2 separate regions of the Sus scrofa genome follow, and region 1 is linked to region 2. A link is a contact called in public HiChIP or PLAC-seq data. All regions are on one chromosome and are shown on one strand. The core of a region is the stretch at or near the end of the contact, and the rest is flanking DNA. Distances in the headings are between cores, read along the strand shown.

Evidence for each region. HiChIP or PLAC-seq counts read pairs in DNA pulled down with a chosen protein or histone mark.
Region 1: an H3K27ac HiChIP or PLAC-seq map of skeletal muscle shows a contact between it and region 2. The contact joins the promoter of HECTD2 here to the promoter of PPP1R3C in region 2. A contact is called at or near these places in 1 of 5 promoter capture datasets (liver), 18 of 47 Hi-C or Micro-C datasets (alveolar macrophages, brain, embryonic fibroblasts and 11 more) and 2 of 2 datasets of contacts at active chromatin or transcription factors (alveolar macrophages and skeletal muscle).

The regions. Positions count from the first base shown.
Region 1 is chr14:103,093,579-103,097,028 of Sscrofa11.1, reverse strand. It overlaps HECTD2 (probable E3 ubiquitin-protein ligase HECTD2), which reads right to left and starts at 1,337. Exons shown (of 21, transcript XM_003483528.4): 1 at 1,072-1,337. The coding sequence starts at 1,209.
Region 2 is chr14:103,276,823-103,280,403 of Sscrofa11.1, reverse strand. It overlaps PPP1R3C (protein phosphatase 1 regulatory subunit 3C), which reads left to right and starts at 1,647. Exons shown (of 2, transcript XM_005671280.3): 1 at 1,647-2,524. The coding sequence starts at 2,511.

The DNA.
Region 1 (3,450 bases), core at 88-2,587, 180 kb after region 2:
TAAAAAGCTTGCTCTAACAATTTCCAGTTATCACAGTCCTTAGACATTTTTGAAAAACCTGCCGAATCAAAACATTATTCCTGTAATACTTTAAATTAGAGTGAGCTATTTTCATAAGTTCTTAGTCACTTAAGAGGGAGGTTTTAAGAAAATGAATTGCAAGCAGGAATAAAGAAAATGTATCCTGTTCTCTAAACTTTTACTATTTTGTCACACAGGGCTGCATAAGTCATGGTCTTTAAAAGTATGAAAGTTTCAAGAAGTAATTTGAATATTGTCTCAAATAAAAATCTCAAAAATCAGAGGTTAATTTTGTGCGTGTGCTCCAAAGTAAACAGTCATAACCACCAGTAAAAATAGGGAAGGGGGGCTGGCCCATTACATCATCTGGCAATATGCAGTTTCAAGCCAGAGAGCGCTCCCCAAATAATCCTTAAGAAAATCCTGCTGGGAAATCATCGCCTTGAAGCTTAGATCACTTGAGTCTAAAGAAAGGTTAAAAAAGCCTCCCCACCTTATGTCACATGTCTGTACCATATGAAAAAATAAAACCATCATCGAGGCATCCACCCCCCACTACCCTGACTGTAAAGGAAAGGTCACAATTAAGTGGAAACTCGCCGCAAAGCGGGTTCAATCCGAAGGGGGAAGGGAAGGAAAAGCGAACCAAAGGGGGAAATATTCGCTTCCACAATGCTTGCAGGCAGGCAGCTCAGTGGAAAATCTACTCTCGCCTGTCTGACACCTTATCCTCATCCAACAGATGATGCTGGCTCCAAGGTGCTGGTCATTTCCTAAGAGAGAGTGCCCCCACCCCCAACCAAAAAATAACCGAAAGCAGCCAGGAGACCCCGCTACCCCGGCATTTCCCGAGGGTGGAAGGTGCTGCTCGCGAAGTGATCGCGGCTGCCCAGGAGGCACAACTCTGATTTCGGCCAGAGGAAGGGCAGCCAGGGCGTTTTTCCCCGCATGGGTCCGGGGGTACCAGGAGGAGACGCGGGTCCCAGGGCGCCCCTCGACCCCCTCCCGACCCGCCGTCGGGGCGCCCCGCGGCCCCCGCCCGGCACCTACCGCAGCCGCACCGGCGCCCGCCGACACGATGGGTGGCAGCTTCTCGCGCTCCGGCTCCTTCCCTTTCTTCTCCTCGGGCGCGGCCGCCACCACCGCCGGCGGCGCGGCAGGCGAGGGCACCCGATCCGCCTCACTCATGTCTGGCCGGGCGGCGGGAGCGCGAGGCGGCGGCAGCGGCCGGGGTGCTGCTTGGCGTTGGCGCTGCTGCCGCCGCGGCCGCGAGAGGGCTCTGGGCCGCCGTGTCCAACCACCGCCGCTCCGCCCGCGCCCGCGCCGCGCCGGGAGCGCGCCCGGATACCCCGCCCCGCCCCCGCCCCAGCTCCAGCCCCAGCGCGCGCCCGGCCGGCCCGCAGCTCCCGCCTGCTCCTGGCCTCGGCCGCCCCCGCCCCGCCCCCGGCTAGGCCCGTGGGTCGCGGGTCCCGGACGCTGGCCACTACCTCCCTCGCCAATCCCCGGGACTCGGGAGACTAGGCGCCGAGGCTAGGCCGCCATTTTTTTTTGCGGATCGTCGCCCGAGTTGGCGAGAAGGGGGTCCGGACTAAAGGGTCGGGAGTCGGGGGTGTGGGGAGGAGCGACCAGACGAGGCCTGCCTAGGGTCGCACGGGGATAGAGCGTGCCTCCGTGGGGGCGGGGCGAGTGCGGCATCCTCCACTGCACCGACAGCCCTAATTTGGGGCGTCTAGATTCGTGGGACCTGCTGGTGGTCTTTACGTCCCCAGCGCCCGCAAAGCCGTCGCCTTGGGGCCAGTGCTTGTCCCTGCCACCCCTGCCTGCCCGTTTGCCCCAGGAGAGAGGTCTCTGAGCTCTTCCTCAGGAGACCACCTTTCCTTTGAAGTCGACCGACCCTTTCTTTCTAGATGCCGGGCAGCCCCCACCTCCAAGGAAAAGCCTCAGAATGGAGGAGGGGGAGTGAGACGTCTTGGGCTCCACCTTCCCCACCGCAGGGCGGGGCAGCCAGGCCACACTTTCCATTCCTGTTCCTCTCGTCCCCACTTGGACTGCCAAATCCGCCTCTCCCTTCCCGTCCCCACGCGCCTACATCTCGCTCTCGCCCTGCTTCCCTTTGCTGCCTCTATCCCTTCCTTGTTCGTTTCCTTTTATAAATTACAGATGGACAGACTCAAGCGCGGCTGCACAATCCTTAATGTCAGATCATTAATATGGGGACGAACTTTAAAACTGAAGAGGAAAGCTTTAATTTTGATATTAAACCACCCCCACCCCCACCCCCACGACCAAGCCACAGAGACAATTTCCTTTCCTTTACGCCCCCTCCTTTTCCTTTTCTCAGTCTACTGGAGCTGCGGAGACAGCTGCTGATCTAAGAGAAGGGAGAGAGTAAGAATGCTCCGCATTGCCTATTAAAAATAGGGAATTACTCGACATTCACATCTTCGGTTTTTTCGGTTGTGACTTTTACTTGAGGTTGAAGAATCAAAGATATCCGGATCCAAATAAAAGAACCAAAAATATCTCTGAAATATATTTGGGACGATGTTTGGGTTATCTACTGTTTTACAGAATTCAGTTATTAGCATAACTAAGTACTAGTTACAGTGTATCACGAAATGGAGTTGCCTGTTTTCCAGACGCAGTTGTAACAAGCAGATCGAAAGCAAACCCTGTAATGAGTATAATAATGAGTACCTTCTAAATGGTACATTCTGACTTTGATTTCTAGAAAGCCTTTCTAGTTTTAATATAGTTGCTGTCATCACCTATTTAAATGCTAATTAGCAAAAGGTATGGAGTAAGTGCCGTATAGTTAGCAAAAATTATTAAAGTGCTAATTAGCCTTGGGAGAAAATGAGGTGGACTGGGATTACTTTGAAGCATTCTCCTTTCTATTTTTCTTGAATTCTTTTTCAGGATTTTCTTTCCTTCTTAAATCTCTGAAATAGTCATCCTACTTTGGAGGAACTTACAATTATTTCCTACTTTTAGCAGGTCAGTGTGTTAATTGATCTTTTGATACCGCAGCAACTGACATGTTATTTTATAAATGGAAGTCTTTATTTTAACTACTAACTCTGCTGCCAAGCTAGGTTGATAGAACAAATACGAGGGGAAGACAGTACAGGGGGCACTGTATATCCATGGCCTCTGCACCCACAGATCAGGAATATTTAAAAAAAATTTCCATAAAGTTCCATAGAGCAAAACTTGAATTTTCCGTGTGCCATCAGCTATTTATATAGCATTTACATTGTGTTAGGTTTTGTAAGTAATATAAAGATGATTTAAAGTATATGGGACCATGTGTATAGGTTATATGCAAATATATACCACTTTATAAGGAACTTGAGCATCCTTGAATTTTGGTATCCATGGGGCCCCTGGAAACAATCCAACTTGGATAGGAGGGGCAACTGTATCCTT
Region 2 (3,581 bases), core at 398-2,897:
ACATTATAAACTTACATAATGTCATATGGCAATTACATCTCAATAAATCTGCGGGGGGGGAGTGGGGAAGAAATGAGAGGTCTGTATCATGCAATTTATTGAGGCTCGCCCTTTCTTGGAAAGAGCCCTGTTCCCCTGAATTCTATTTTGAGTTTGGAGAGGTGACTTTTATGGCATTAGTCAGCACCAGGGGGCAGAAGAGATAGCAGCTTGAATGGAAAGAAGCCCAAACTCAAAAGGTCTCTGTGAGTCAAGGCAGGAAGCATGTGAAAGCTTCCAATACCGTTCCTGGAATTGGAAAGTCTTAAGTTATTTAAAAGTGGTTTCTCAACTACAGAAGAAGTCCATGTTCATTGTAGAAAAATTTAAAAAGACAAAAAACAAAATAACAAAGAAAAATTTACTTACTCAAAATCTCACCATCCAAAAGTAAGCACTGTTAACGTTTTGGTAGAGCATATTCTATTTTCTATGTGTGCACATCTTACCACTAAAACAAGATCACAATACTTTTTTTTTTGTTTGTTTTTTTGTCTTTAGGGGGCTGTACTGGTGGCATATGGAGATTCCCAGGCTAGAGGTCTAATTGGAGCTGTTGCTGCTGCCTATGCCAGAGCCACAGCAACACCAGATCTGAGCCGCGTCTGTGACCTACACCACAGCTCATGGCAATGCGGGACCCCCAATCCACGAAGTGAGGCCAGGGATCGAACCCACAACCTCATGGTTCCTACTCAGACTCATTTCCACTGTGCCATGACAGGAACTCCAGGATCACAACACATTCTTACTTTATGTTTCCCCATAACTTTAATTCGTAATAGCCACTCTTTAGCTCAACATAGGATTGTGAGTAGAGGAGAAAAAACCTCAACTCAGTGTCCTAGTTTTGACTCTGACCTAACCAGCCCCTGGCAAGCAGCTCAGCTTCTCTAAGCTTTAGATGCCTCATCTGTGAAATAAAGCCTCTGAAGCCAGTGATACCTAAGGTGCCTTCCTTTTTTTACCATTCTAATCATTGAGAAGTACTTAAAGGAAATGTTAGCAGAGTAAAAACTAAAACTGAAGGCAAGGGCACTTACTTGAGAGCCACCACAGGTTGAACACACACCAGTCACTATGCTGAGTTTTCCCACCCATACAATTTCATTTAATTATCAGAACAACTTCACTATCTCCATTTTACAGGTGAAGGAGTTGATGCTAGAACTTGCCTAGACTCCAGTGTCAAAGACCGTGTCCCTTCAGTTAGTTTTGGTTGGGCTGAGAGGCCAGCAGATCTGCTCTGAGGTGGATGTTTCCTTTCAAAAAAAATCAAGCCCAAGCATTAAGTACCTTCCCCAGGGCTATTTAGCATGAGTTTCCTTTTCTTTAATAACTCCACTAACAATTCTACTGTTTGAGAGTGATTTAAAAGACACAGAGATTTTTGTACATTTTACATTGTACATTTTGTACATTTTAGAGGACTACTGGATAACTAAGAGAGCAGAAAAAGGACAGGGGTTTTATAAAAATAATTTAAACTCGACTTAGAAATACAATTTTATGGTTGTAACTGATGGTCGAAAACCCCCCCAAACTAAACAAAATTACGAAACCTCAGAGAGGGTAATTGGCTTGGGAGAGTCATGAAACTCGCAGTGTGATATTTTAACATTTTGGTTTTCACATCACTGCCAGAGGACATCAGAACAGAATTGAGGGATTTGGATTGACCACTGGTTTTGTGGCTGACTGGCCGCATGAGCGAAAAAGAAAGCCATTTCATTCCTGGCTTTAGTTTTCTCTTCCAGGGAGAAAAACTGAAGAAATGGTCGCAATACAAAGTGTCTTTTAATTAAATGCTGCCTTACTGTCTTATAGGGTTAATATGGTTTATTAACACTGGTTAGATAGGCAGTCTATTTGTGGGTTCACGTTAACACCAAGATGTGACCGACTGCTCAGGCCAAGGAGAGGGAGAAGATGAGCTGATGCACCAAGCAATGAACAAGATAAAAATTTCAAATACAAATGCATTTGGAACGAGCCACAACGTTCTGCACTAAGATTTTACCGTGCACAGAAGCCTTTAGAAGCGAAAGGGATCTCTTTGCGCCGCAGTCCCGCGGTGCTGGCGCCCGGCCCGGGGGAGGGTTTAGGGCTTTCTCTTCTGGCTTGCACCCGCTACGTGCGCCACGGGGTTGCCTCCGCGGCCCCTCGCCCGGGGTTCGCGTTACGCGGCTCGGGCCAGCTGTCCCAGGGGTACCCCGGCGCCCGCGCTTCCCGCACTACCGCAGTCACGTCCACGGGGCCGGGGCTCGAGTCCCAGCTGAACGCTGGTTGGTCGCGCCCTCGAGCTCGCGGCCTGGTGATTGGTCCCAGCCGTTGGCTCACGTGGTCGGGAGCAGATAAGCGGCCTCTCGGGCGCCGCACCCACAATCCGCCAGAGCTGCCGCCCAGTGGGTACCGCGGGGAGCCTGGTGCGAAATTACGCAGGTAGTGGAGTGCCGCCGCCCCTCTGCCTGATGAGCTGCACCAGGTAGGTTCCCTGCAGACTCTCCGCCTGGGCTCCGAGAGAGCGCGCAGCTGGGGGGAGGTTGGGCTGCGTTTTCCTTCCGTCATCACTGCAAATGGAGAACCCAGGAGAGGGCAAGTAGACTGACTGCTGGCACCGGGGATAACTCCAAGGAGTGGAGATTTCCCATGTGCTTTTTAGGCAGAGCTGGTGTTGGTAAATGGCATCTTAAACCAGAAACTGTCCTAACGTGAGTCAGCTTTAGTTCAGATTCCGTAAGGGATTCTGACCGCATCTTTTTTGTCCCGCACAAATGCCTCAAGGACTAGGACAGCTTAGCTCGTGGGTACAGCGCTCTGAGACTGCTGGTTGGATTGTTTAGCTTTGGGGAAAAACTGCAGGACGATGTTTGCACTCCTGGGTGTTCAGCTCTTCTTATGACGGTTTGCCATAGCAAACTCGGCCTCAGAGTGTGAGCAAATGATTATTTTTTTTAACTCTTGAGTAGGACTTAAAGTTTCAGAGAAATCGCCATATTCAAAAACTGTCTTTCTATAGGTGCAAAAAGTGAAAATACGAAACAGGATCCCCGAAAGAAAGAAAGACAGGAAAAAACCTCCCTCAAACTATTTAAATAGCTTCTCCAGGCATAACTTAGCAGAAGACTTCTCTAAAAATCCTGCCTGTTAACTATTATTAGACCCACAAATGTAGCTTTCCTCTTTCATTTGTTTGTTCTAAGTTTGTAGGTCTCCCAGAAAAAAACCCAGGATTAATAAAGTAAATTCTCTGAGTGTTCTTTTATTATCCATTTTATGACCGAGACCATTTGCCTATATGCTTAGAACTGCTGCTGGCTTACTAAAGCCAGATTGAAGTCACATAATATCCATGCACCTCTTATCTGAAGGTAAAAAATGTCCATAAGCTTGGCAATATATTCTCAGGGCTAAAGGCCAGAAAAAATACTCTTCTTGATGGACACTTCTTTAGAATAGTTTAAATTTTTAAATAGTTTTTGTTTAAATTTTTAAATAATTTTATCTTTCTGGTTATAAATAGCCATTGCCAAAACATTGGA